3 separate regions of the Zea mays genome follow, and all the other regions are linked to region 1. The links are chromatin contacts, called in public Hi-C maps. All regions are on one chromosome and are shown on one strand. Each heading gives the region's core, a stretch centred on a gene start, on an enhancer-like site or on the middle of the called end of the contact. The rest is flanking DNA. Distances are from core to core; before and after follow the strand shown.

Evidence for each region. Hi-C and Micro-C count contacts between places; a contact is called where the count stands out from the background.
Region 2: a Hi-C map of ear shows a contact between it and region 1, with 3 times the contacts expected there. The contact joins the promoter of LOC100280298 here to the promoter of LOC103647451 in region 1. A contact is called at or near these places in 9 of 25 Hi-C or Micro-C datasets (bundle sheath, ear, endosperm and 3 more).
Region 3: a Hi-C map of endosperm shows a contact between it and region 1, with 2.6 times the contacts expected there. The contact joins the promoter of LOC100282748 here to the promoter of LOC103647451 in region 1. A contact is called at or near these places in 2 of 25 Hi-C or Micro-C datasets (ear and endosperm).

What each region holds. Positions count from the first base shown.
Region 1 is chr2:188,439,041-188,443,427 of Zm-B73-REFERENCE-NAM-5.0, forward strand. It overlaps LOC103647451 (AT-rich interactive domain-containing protein 4), which reads right to left and starts at 2,108. Exons shown (of 16, transcript XM_008671989.2): 1 at 957-2,108; 2 at 612-871; 3 at 330-521. The coding sequence starts at 776. It overlaps LOC100280915 (E3 ubiquitin-protein ligase AIP2), which reads right to left. Exons shown (of 6, transcript XM_020547696.3): 6 at 4,245-4,387.
Region 2 is chr2:188,970,966-188,975,434 of Zm-B73-REFERENCE-NAM-5.0, forward strand. LOC100280298 (choline/ethanolamine kinase) reads left to right here and starts at 2,073. Exons shown (of 11, transcript NM_001153225.1): 1 at 2,073-2,497; 2 at 2,748-2,839; 3 at 3,332-3,438; 4 at 3,811-3,916; 5 at 4,169-4,291; 6 at 4,419-4,469. The coding sequence starts at 2,316.
Region 3 is chr2:189,201,650-189,205,915 of Zm-B73-REFERENCE-NAM-5.0, forward strand. LOC100282748 (aldehyde dehydrogenase family 7 member A1) reads right to left here and starts at 1,435. Exons shown (of 14, transcript NM_001155654.2): 1 at 1,211-1,435; 2 at 1,002-1,088; 3 at 338-469. The coding sequence starts at 1,348.

The DNA of each region.
Region 1 (4,387 bases), core at 858-3,357:
TAAACGGAACTTTTTATGTGTAGGATATGATACACGAGACAGTCGAGTACCTACCTTTTTGTATTGGATTCAGCTCTAGTACTTAACCTATTCAAGTAGTTGCAACATGTGTAGCATAAGACGAGACAATCCTTTGTTGTATGATGCAACGATGGAACAAACACATGGCATAGTGACTTCAAGTTCATACAACAGAATTTACCAAAACTTCATAGGTTGTTGATATCACATCCTGGTATTTGCAGTTTAATTGGCAGCTAAAATGCACTGGCAAGCTAGCATATTGCCTAACAAGTAATAACATTTACACACACTAGAGTAGAGCTTACTATCGTTGGGAATGGTGGGCTGATAAGAGTGCTAAACGCCTGCGGATCAGAGACATCGGCGTCCCCCCACACAAGTGAGCCAATCTCCTTCTCATCCTCAAGCTGCTGACCCTGGATGTACAAGAAGTTGGGCTGCACCACCCGCTGCGCCTCGAGGAACTGCTCTGGTGTAGGATTAAACAGTGTGTGGACCTGCATTCAGAAGCCCCTTCATTCAGCTGATAAACAAAGGAGGCAAACTGCAACGAGCGTGCGCACTCAAGCAAGGAGCAAACAGTTGACCTCCAATCGCCCAGCTGAGCTGAGCTCCGGGAATGGGTAAGACGGCCGTGGCCGCTTCGCCTCCAGCCCAGACTTCGCTGCTGGTGCTCGCTTCTCAGCATACTTCCCACACAGCACCACAAGGAGCACACAGTTGTTCCGCGAGAAGCTTTGGATTTGAGACATGGCTGGCAGGCCGGAGCCTCCCTGGCGGCGGCCGCGCAGGAGAAAAACCTCCCCTTGAAATCAGAAATCAACCCCACTTCTTCATGGACCAAACCCTGGGACACAGAAAACGCATCAGGAATCCCCCAAATCCCAACCAAATCCGCAGCGAAACTCACGAATCTGAGCGTGCGGCCTTACCAAGACGCGATTTTGCGGCGCAATCGGCAGCGGCACGCCCTCAATCGACGGCCGGGAAGGGGGCGGATTCGGTGCTGGGAGATGGGGGCAGCGAAGGGTAAAGTGCGCGAGAACAAACGGAGCCCTAGAAGATGATTCGCAGAAATAGATAGATACTGCAACAACGCGAAAGCAAATCCCACTGTGGAGGCAATAAAAAAGAGGAGCCGTCTCTGCTTGTGGTGGTGGCGAATCGGCCCACGCCCTTATGCAGATCCAGACAAACAAAAACAGCGCAATCCACAACCAAGAGGGGCGAAAAAATCTGTCCAAGAACCGGAACCAGAGCTGAAGCGGATTAACGGGCGACGACGACCACGGGGATCAGGCGAGCGGGCCTCATTAGCAGCGGCAAACAATCACGCATCACAGAGACAGAAACTTTGGAACAGTCTCGGCTCGACCAGGGAGGCGTCAAGATTGGATTTTTGACGGGTACGGGGAGGTCAGTCCGGAGATTCTCCCGGACTTCTCAGATTTTCGCCCTAACCGCCTGCCTGCTCACACGCATCGCCCAGCTTGATGAGGAGATTAGATGAGTTGATGTGCGCCTGCTCTCTGCTGTTGCTGGTGCGTTGTTTTCCCTGCGCCTTTTCGTTTTCTCCTTTTTCCTCCTCCGCTTCATTACTGCTGCAAGCCAGGGACGGCCGGAGGAAAACAAACGCGGATTAAAAGATTAGGAGTTTTGGGAGCAGGATTGGTGAGGGGGCAAAATAATCTCTTTCTGTGAGAATTGTTTTTGCTGGGATCGGAATATCGGATGCTGGCATGCTGCTACTGCTTTTGCTGTGCAGATCGATACGGTGTGGCCTGTGGTGTGGCGTGGCCGCGTAGGGTTGTGATCCAGCTTGGGCTGCTTGGCGCTCGCCGCTCGAGCGGTCGAGCATGCAGGGTGGGTGTGCGCGTGTATTGCAGCTCGCGATCGCGGCGGCTTTGGCCATTTGGGTGGGGGTGCCTGTGTTCGTGGGATCGTGGGAGCAAATGGCCCGTTTGATCCGTTTATGCGTGTTCCTAATAGCAAGCAACGGTGGAGCGACCGCACAGCATGAGGAGCCCTTCGGTAGAGCTTCTTCCCTTCTCGCTATCACCCACTTCCGCTTCGGCCACTCGATCTTTTTGCTATTATAATTAGAGGCGTCAATGTAGAGATAGTGTTGAAAACGGACGAAAAAAATCCATACCTCGTTTTCGTTTCTGCATTTTATCATTTACCGGGTACAAATTAGTTAGGAACAAAAACGGAAGAGGGATAAACGAGTTAAATGGAAACTGAAATTTAAGTGAAAACTTGTATTCTAATACAAACATATGATATTTTGATAGCTAACTGGTAACTGACTGATATGGCAACAATATAAAATAAATAGATATAGAGGGGCAACACTCCATTGATATTTGCTTGCTAGTGGTGTACGTATAGCTACAATCGGTTTTTTGAGCTTTTAGGACACATGTCGTTAAAGAGAGCCGGTGGCTAAAATGACCACTTATGTTATAATTTGTCACCTAAGGATATGAGGCTTCAGCTAATGCACTAATGTATATTGGGATGGTCTCGGATTCTCAAAATACGAGTTTAACCCGAATAAAAACGGGCAGGATAGACCCTCTCTCGTTTCTGTATCGTTTCCGGTTTTTCCCGTAAATACGAAAACAGTCAGATCAAATATAGAAAACAGTACGGGTTAGAATGGGATTTTACTCCGTCCGTTTTCACCCCTTGGAGGAGTTATGGTGCGGTTCCCAAGCACCACGGAGCTGAGCCGTTTAACCGCTTTGAGCTAATTCTTGCGAGGAGCGAAGCAGAAAGAGCGCTAAGAGCAACTCCAATAGTTATATAATTTTAGCTCTATAAATCATAGATTTAAGAAGTTGCTAAATAACTTTGGGAGTAAAAAAATGTGAGTTCTCCGATAGTGAAGTTGCTAAATGGTTATATAAGGATTTGCTCAATTACCTTCATTATCTACATAATGCAATAAACATTTTTGTTTAGGGAGTTGCTAAATGGTTGCCAAATGTAGAGAGGAAATAAGGTTAGATGAGAAGTTGTTAAATTTAGAAAGTTCGTTTAGAGAACTGTTGGAGATGAGTTTTGTGTTAACTACTTAAATTGTTGAGTTAGGAAGTCTATTAGAGAACTACTGGAGTTGCTCTAACAATGGGACCTTAAGTTAGCAATGCAGCAAAGTTGATGGGCGGTGATCTTGGTGCCCCTGCACTAGATAAAAAGTGCTCCTCCCAAGGTGGCAAGGAGCCAAAACCGTTTTAGAGACACAAATCCTTATCATTATAATCATGGGCGGCCCCAGGGGTGTTTCATGGGTATTCATTGAATACCCATGTTTTTGTGATCTATAGTGTTAGAACACTAATTTGTCAATAATGTATTACATAAAATAGCGTTAGAACACTAAATTCTTTAATCTTTTGAATTTTTGAATACCCAATCTCAAATGTCTGGGCCCGCTTCTGATTATAATGTACCCGTATATCCTATAGTTCTGAAACAATCTTATTAAAGATCAAATGATGATCAAGTACAGAACTACCCTCTTACAACTTATGCATGTATAACTTTAGCTTCATATGTATCTTGCTTGTCAAATCCTTAGGCATACAAATATACTTCAACTTGAGCCATAAGACAACTACAATTTTATCTTGCAAACAATTTGCAAAAATATTATTTGGAAGACGAGGTCGGATTTGAGTCAAGGCTTTACAATCTTTTCTCATCTCATTGGTCCAAGATTTTAAATTATTTTTATTAAATTTAACAAGAGCACCATTGACTTTAGCGTGCATAAGAATAGCCCTCAACTACATAAATTGAGGTGTAACCCTAGCAAAAAAATATCTACAATCCGGTATACAGCTTGTGTATGTTTAGCAATGAATTTGAAATATTTTGGTAATTTCCTTAAGTGTGCGCAGCAAATAGGTTGATTTGTTTTCACTAACGATCAACGGCAGCAAGACAAGAGAAACTTGATTACTTTCTCGATTCACGTGATTGACAGGAAACATGGTAGCATGGATTTGAGACAACGACGATAGAAAATTTTCCTTCTCCATTTGTAGATGGATCATACACCGGTGACTAAAACCAACTATACCTCTCGGTAGTAACTTTTGCAAATGAATCGGCATACCACCAATCAACAATGGCATAAAAATTGACTCCATCTCGAAGATGCTGAACAGTAGATTTAAACATATATGACAACGCCACGAAACTTGCAGATAGATTGAAACAATAGAATTTTTAATCTTATGTTTGGTTCTGACACCACTTGTTAGTTTATAATGCAAATATAAACCAAACACAAGGCTTAAAATTTTACGTAAAAACCTTCACGAGAAAAAGTCACACACGCCAAGCTAGAATC
Region 2 (4,469 bases), core at 823-3,322, 530 kb after region 1:
CTAACATTGCTTCGGCGAGTAGGACACAAACAATGACGATTAAGTACTGAACACCTTATTTCTGTTGTTCCCGTTACCCTGATTACTTGACCACGCAACATGTCAAGATACTTCCTTAGCCTTATCCCGGAGCCCAAATATACGGCAAACCGCTCACTCTTTTTCTTCAAAAAAAAATCATATTATACACGTGTATTCATTATTATGAACCCGCGTAAACATACACGGCGACTCTATAAGCAGCTTCAGAAGACTAACAAACCAATCACAATCAGCCTCAAGATCGACAAGGTCGTTATATAGACGTCTTGTCATCACCCTTGATTCGACGGTTCCTGAAAATGTTACCTAGTAGTATTGCTCTTGTGGTCTTGAAAATCAACGAGTTTTCCTCTCAAAAATACAGTGACAAAACTGTTGCGCTATAAGGAGCGTAGCCGACTTACATATAGCTAATCCTTTTTGGTTTCAAAATAGATGACCTAAAGGCTGTGTTTCATGTTTTTGTTCGTCTATGGTTTTGCGAGTAATAATCATAATCTCAATTTGATCACACTTACCAGTAAAAAAAACAGAGACGCGGTGCTTGAGCCACTCACTCGCATTAAGCTATGTTAAAATCTTTAGAGCTAAAATTAGTGGTCAGACACCTTTAGCTAATACCTTGTAACAATTAGTTTATTAACATGTTCAACTCAACTAACAATTGTTAGATATGTAAGGACATGTACAACGACTCTTCTATTCCACCTCCTATCTTAGAGCCCGTTTGGCAGGGCTTTAGCTCTAACTTTTCTCTAGCAAAAAGCCTGAGCAGTGTCAATCACTCTTTTTTTAAAAACAATTTACTACTAAAAGCATCTAAAGGTCATAGTTATTTTTGTACTACGAAGAAGAAGCCACAAACAATACCTTCACCGGCTTTGGCGCTGACACTTTAATATAAGAAAATGACTCTGACTCTATGATAAGTTGTTTATGTCAAACGATTTATAAAATGCCTTTAGTTCTACTATAAAGCTGTTTTAGAGGAAAAGCTAGAGCTTAAAGCTGTTTTGGTGCAAGTCATACCTGACGCATCCTTATTATCTATTGGACACGGTCTAACGATTCCAAACATGACCTCAGCAACAGCAAGAGCATAGTACACGACAACAAGAGCATAGTACACGACAAAATATCTTGTCCAGTCTCGTAATCGCAACTTCGTGACCCGAAAAGATCGACAAACAAACCCATGACGACATAGGACAACGGAGACCCAAGAAGTAGGGGTGGTAATAAATCATGGTCCAAATAATTTTTCATAATTACTTAGAGCTAGGGATGAAAACGGTCGGAAACATTATTTATTCGGTAATCAGTTTTTTAGTCGTTTTTCTTTGATTGTGAATAAATAGGATATAGAATCTATAATACAAATTTGTATTCTTGTTTTTAACATTCAGCTTCTAAAGATTCATAAAAGTTAAACCTCAAATTTATCATATATTTTTTTAAATAATAGATATAAACTTCGGTATGGATTCGGAAATAAATTCGGTAATTTTTTCAACTTTTTGTGTTGTAGGGAGCAAATAATACATAAAACAATTTATGTAATATTTTATTCATATTTGTACTAATGTGCTTGATAATATAAAAAAGATCAATATCAAATTATATATATATATATATCTATTTTAAAATATTAAATTTGTCCTAACAGTTCAAATTACCATTTTTATTCCTACTTAAAGCACTAAATTCGATTCTAGATTCTAATATGATATTTAAATTTTATAGTGTAAAATTTATAGCAAATTGTCATCTCTCCAGAGGAGAGCCGACAACGATTCAGATCCCACGGGCCAAAATATCCGGCGTCCATGTCCATGGCCCTGTGGCCCATCGCTCTCCGGTGGCACGCCCGCGCGCAGTGGGACAGACGCGCACGCCACGCGTTAGGTCGGGACGAGGCGCGAGCACGCGACCGACCGTGGCTCGGGCCCGCCATGCGGCCTCAGTACTCGAGTGGGCGTTATATACGCGCGCTGTTCGGATTCGCGCTCACTGTCTTGCCTGTTGCCTCTGCGGCTTTGCCTGCGCTCACGGACGGTCACTGGCTCACGCTCCCCTCGCCTGCGTCGCCTCGCCTAGACAAGAGACAAGACGCCTAGTCGCCTCCGATCGAAATCGAATCGAGTCGGGTGGGCTCGGGCCCGGTCTTGTTGTCTTGTCTCCCAGCTAGGAATAGCGCAACGAGATCCCTCGCGCGCGCGGACCCCGGAGAGGCCGAGGGAGGGTGACAGGGCGTGTCCTCGACCGCGAGGGGAATGGGATCGGAGGGACGGGCCTGGAACGGCGCGGGCATGGCCGCCGGCAGCGGCTATGGCGGCGGGGTAGAGGCGAAAGCGACCACCACGGCTGTGTCGGCCGCGGCCCCCGCGGAGGTTCCCACGTCGGCGGCCTCCGTCGACATCTCGCTGCCGCTCCTGAAGATGTCGCCTCGCATCATGCAAGTACCCCGTCCCCACATCTATCTTCGATCCTCTTGCTTCGGCTCGCGCTCGCGCTCGCGCTTGCGCCCGGCCTGGTCACGCTGTGAGGTCGTGTCATGTTCGGGTACTCGCGATCGCGAGGCGTCGTACCCGTGCTCGGGAACGAGCCGGTAGTGTTTGAGAAAATGCCTCCGAGCGTGTGGGAGACAGGAGTGTGCTGATGCACGGAAAGGCTCTCTGATCTGGGGATTCCTGGTGCTTTTTCAGAGCTCTCTGCAAGGAATTGGTCGAAGGGTGGTCGTCGATTGACAGCTCGCTCTTCTCCATCGAGACCGTGTCCGGGGGCATCACGAATCTATGTGAGTTGTTGTGGCATGGCTTGTAGCGCCATTCAGAATTCCTCGCCTTTTTCGCCTGAGCAGCATGATGATTGTAGTAAATGAAATGAATAGTGCATAATAGTTACATTGAAATGTTCCACATCGTTGACATGAGTACATAACTTTTTTATCTCCTACTGTAACGACCATTTGTCCGCTTCGGCTTCCTGCTCCTCATTGTTCCCGTTTACTGATAAAGCAGCAGAACCTAATGCTTTTTGCAAACTGTGTGCGATTAGATTAGATAGTCTCCGGGGTGCTGCATAATATTTCCTTTGGCCTGTATCATTTCTGCTGTCATTGCCACATCTGCGGATCTGCCGCACTATGCTTGCAGCATTAGAAAGTAAGAACAGCCTGCTGTCTGTATCCGCCACCCATAGGGATGATTCACATGAGCAAGGTTTCCTGTGTGCAGCAATTTTTTTTTTCAATTTATAGTCCATGATGTTTATTTGTTATTACCTACAGTGCTGAAGGTTTCTGTCAAAGAAGACAACGGCAATGAGTCTTCTGTTACTGTTCGGTTGTATGGACCAAATACGGACTTGGTGATTGATAGGAAAAGGGAATTGCAGGTGAGAATCTGAGTGGTACGAGATTGTGTGTTATAGTCATATTATACTAACCTAGTAACCTGCATCCTATAGTATTCTACATTGGGTCTAGTATGACCCCTTGTATTTGGTGTCATATTTTTATAGTGGCATATTTTCAATTCTTCTAGACATAGCATAGTCATGGTCTTGTAGTAGCATCTGTCCTACCAAGTGCATTACCTTTTGTTTCATATCTGTACCTTTTCCCTGACAAATGGATTTCATTTCATTCTCTGAAAATTGCTAACCTAGAATGATAGTTTTTAAGGGTTCCTAGACTGTACACATAGTATAATTTATCTCGGTTCTAAAATATTTCCTAATGCATACATCTATTACCGTCATGGTTAGGCGATACCATATCTCTCAGCTGCAGGGTTCGGGGCTCGGCTACTTGGAATATTTGAGAATGGAGTAGTTCAGTCATTCATCTATGCTCGAACACTGTCACCAGCAGGTAGGCATAGATCCTGTCTGAATAACATATGGGTGTGGGGTCCTAATCAACCTAGTGCAATAGTTTCTTTGTTCTCCTTTGTAGTTTCAGTTGCAATTTCAAATGCAAGTTGAAAGGATTTATGTTTTTTCCTTTCCCTGTAGTCAGCATTATCCACGATTTGGTATGCCAATTTGAAGCCTTGGATGTTTGGAGGTTTTATGAAATGCTTCTGTAAACAAATCTACTGATCCTCGTTATTTTGTTTTGTAGACATGAAAGAACCTAAAATAGCAGCTGAAATTGCCAAGGAGCTACGCAAATTCCATCAAGTAGACATACCAGGGTCTAAAGAACCACAATTGTGGAATGATATATTCAAGTTTTTGAAGAAAGGTAGGTAACTTTTGTTGCTCATTCGAGACTTGCTTTTATGTTGATGGCATCTCAAACATGACACTTTTCTTGGCTCAAGTTAGTAACATAAATAATATTTATGTGTGCTATCAAATGCACCTTGCAGCTGCAGCATTGAAGTTTGAGGATAACATGAAGCAGAAGAGATATGAAAAGA
Region 3 (4,266 bases), core at 185-2,684, 760 kb after region 1:
CAACTAAAATATTGTCATTCAACTATCTTCACTAAAGGTTAATATCTTAGACATATGGTCTGGTGATACAGTACCAACTGACCTAGTCAATAGTGCTGCCTGTACATATGAGAATGACATGTTTTAGGAAAAGTTGCAGTTATAACAGATAAGGAAACAGTAACGAAACCTTATAGATGGTAAGGTAGTATATATAAAAAAACATCCTAAAACAGAAACACAAAGATGTGATGTGAAGCGTGAACTCAATGATGATACTTTTGGTGAGCACAATACATGACTTGCAGTTTGTAGACAATGCACTAGAAGCAATCAAGCAACTATGATCCATTCCTACCTGAACCTCACCGATCCCTTCAGGAAGAATTTTCCCCATCTCAAGTGACACAAGCCTGCCAAGGTGATGGAGCTTTGCTCTCAGTGCATCACCGATTTGCCTAACGATCTCTCCTCGCTTTGGAGCAGGAATCTGCACAAATTGGCAATGACGTTATGATTTATGAGCACATTGCTACGAGTAAAATTCAGAATCAAATCACTTGATGGACGGAATAAGTTTTTGGATATGCTACCCAGTCCCAGCAATGAACTTGCGGTGTCAGAGTACCTTGTAGATATATAAGAAAAACAGAGTCCAAAATCTGATAAACCCAAGCATGCATGAAGTCTGAGACTGCAGTATACATTCTAGTTCACAGATACAGACCGTACACCAGAGATCTGCGTTACTGGATCAGATCGAGAACCCATATCACATCATCGTATCACAATCTGGAATGCAAACTTCCCTGGAAACTCATCAAACTCATAAAGGACCGACAATTGCGAAAGTAGCGTTTCCAAATTCCAACCCCAAGGGGAGTGAAAGTGAAAACAAAACACATTTCCTCGCAGTTAAAATCCACAGGCAGTAGCGACTACCAAACCACAAATGCCAGCATTCCATCACCCACCCGCGCGAGCTGCTATGGCTACGAGCGCTGCAAGTCGGTGGAACTCACCGCCATCCATGTCTTGGCGGCATCGAAGCAGGCGCGCATGCCCTCCTCGTAGTCGTGCACGGACGCCTCCACGACCTCTGCGATGACCTAGAACACAGATAGCCACGCACCCAACAAAAACAAACACTCGATCAAAAACCCACCACACAAACAAACACGGAACAGGCGGAGCGGCGAAACCGAGCAGATCGGGCCGTGCAGGGACGCACCTGATTGTTGGTCGGGCTCGTGGAGGTGACGGTGGGACCTGAGCCGCCCCACGCACCGCATGCGAACGCGCCTGGGTTGCGCTGCGCGAGGCCGAGCTCGGCTAGGAACTGGTGCTCCTCCTTCGCGAAGGCCCCCATGGTGTCGGCGTTGGTAGGTGATGCGGGGGGTAGGGAAGCGGAAGGCGGGGAGCGGATGTGGTGGGGGACTGAGACTGAGGTGTATTTGTAGAAGGAGGTGGAGTGGGGACTGTGAACTGCTCCGGGAAGGCGATGGAGCCCGGGCCCGGCGCGGAGGAGTGGTACGGTTGGACGGGCTTCCCGTTTGGCGTTTGTTTGTTCACGGGACAGAGGGGGGAGTCTGGGACGAGACGAAAAAGCGTGGGATTTGTTACTTGGTGAAAGATAATTTTATAGTTTTGTTATATTATCATTGGACGCCAGCTTTGATGGTGCACGTTTTGTGTTTTGGCATTCACGGACGGCCCGACCCGACGCTGGCATGACATGGTGCCAAAGATGGAGATGACAGTCGAGAGATGTAACAAGAACGCTGGGCTGTGAATAATGACAGTGTGAGTGTGTGACGAGTGAGCCGTAGATCGTAGGGATTGTGATTCACATCTCACAGTCACAGGGACGTGGCGTGCGAGCCCGCGCGCGCGTCCAATGCTATCATCGTCTATGACAAATCTCGCGGACCCGTGCTTAACTTGGCATTCGCCTCCGTGGCTCCGTCCAACATCTATGGATGACGACGAGCCAGGACGAAAGCAGGAGCTTCAGCTTTCAGGTCCATCCGAGTTGGATGCGCTACAGTTTGCTCAAGCAAAAGGGACAGCGTTTGTGTTGTTCTGAGCTTCTTTACGATAGCTCCCGCGGGCGTGTATACAACGACACTCTTTCCTCGGAGACAACATGGTAAACAGTTCATTCCTTAAATTTGAGTATGATTTCATTCTTTATATTAGTATTAATATTAACTACATAACTATAAGAATTCTATTCCACAGACTATAAAAAAAGTGAGAAGATAATGGACGAGCTCATTTCTTAAACCAAACATTTTATTTAAGATCGAAGATAAACTAGCATGTAGTATCCACGGGCTCTACATAAAAGAGAGCCACGACATACACGTACGTCCTCTTTGTCCGTGTTCCGTTTTCGTTCTTCCTTCTTCGTTCTCATCTGCACGACCACCGTGGCGCCATGCTATCCTACTGTGCTGCCGGTCCAAGGTACCTACCCATGATCAGTTAGTATTTATTTAGCTTAACACATTTACTTTACGATAAAATTCAGAATAAATCTTAAAGACCCTCTCTCTATATAAAAAGTAGGAGATAAAGTCAACTTGAATAGCTTGAGGGAGAAAGCTAAAGCCTCATGCAGCACATTTCATATTTTTTCATGAATTGTGATTGGCATCCATTTTGTTTATGTCTTTTTTATCGTTTTTTTAATAATAATCCGACTTTGTCTTGCATGACAAGTTCGAAACTGAATCGATCAGATCATGGAGATCGTAACCGAGTCGCTTTGCTCCTTTTCACGTGAGATTGTCATAAGTTTAGTTCCCTGTGTAATAAAGAGGGTCTTCTCATCCAAAAGGCAAGTCTCATCCAAAAGGAAAAAAAAAACCAACCTTACCGATTTAGAATTTTAGACGAGGGGGCCTTTGGTGGATAATACCTAGTGTATACTCACTCACACGTCGTACCTAGTGTATCCGTAATGTATACACTGGTGGATACAATAGTGTTGCCCTACGATTATAGATGTTCAATAAGCACGAGGCCCGCGAGCCCGGCACGAAGCCCGCTGTTTGGGCCCGGTCTGAGCCCGACACGGCCCGGGCTGGCCCGGCACGAATAAGCGGACCGGGCTTGGACAGGAAACTAGGCACGGCGGGCTAGCTCGGTACGGCCCGTTTACCTCTAAGCACGTTAAGCCCGCTTTTGGCCCGCTTTTTTCGTGCTAAACGGGTCGACCCGGCCCGTTTAGGCCCGCTGCGGGCTGGGCTTAGACAGAGAATCAAGCCCGCGGGCTTAGCAGGCTCGGCCCGGTTTTCTAACCGTACCTGGCGGACCGGGTTTCACCAGGCCCGGGCCGGCCCGGACCAGGCGGCCCGTTTGGCCATCTCTACCTACGATACGAGTGAGGCCACAAGTGACGGATCGAGAAATTACCGAAGCACCAAACTAAAGTTAATATGACAATAGGATAACAAAATACATCATAGTGCAACAAGGTATGTCCGGTGGATTATACAATGGTATGGATCCAACAATTAACTACGTCCTGTGCAACGTATATACACGGGATAGATGATCGTAGGTAGCCCAACACGTACGTCCGGTCGAAAGGCGATTCTCTGCCTCTGGTTCTGGCTCATCCTGCAAGTTTTCCATGGGCTAGCTTAATCATGGGCGGACCATGGGTCGGATCCATCTGTCAACTTCGACTTCCCTGAGCTGTCGCGGGCCCCGGAGGGCTCAAGACGTATCTGGGCTCGTTTCCCAGGTCATCAGGCACGCGCACCGCGGGCCGGGAGAGGCCGGAACTGCATGCACATCCTTGTTTTTTTTTATAGCACGTCGCGGTCGCGCACCAGCAACGATTGAAGAAAACCGCAACGATTTGTTGCTGGATTCCACGGCGCTTCCTTCTCTGGATGGATCGGGTGCGAATGTGCCTTGTCGTCCTCGCCGAGAAATAGAATGCCTCGACGAATGGGGGAGCTGCCTGTCGCGGCCACGCCACTCCTTGGTACGTACCGGTACCTGGTAGTAGCAGGCGCTAGCGTCACGCAACCGGAAGTCGATACTCGTGAGAGCATCCAACGAATTCGTCTGTGCACGCGTCGCATGGCGCCAAAGTGGAGCAGGGCCGAGCCCGAGCGCTTGCGTTTTTTTGTCGGCGGGCAGCGCTCTAGCCGCCTAGCCTCTAGTACAGACAGGCTACAAGTGCTGAAGTGCAGTACACCAGGTCATGCGTCTGTACTGCGGCCTGCTCGCAATGCTGTACCCGTCCAATAGGGCACTAGTACGCTGCCC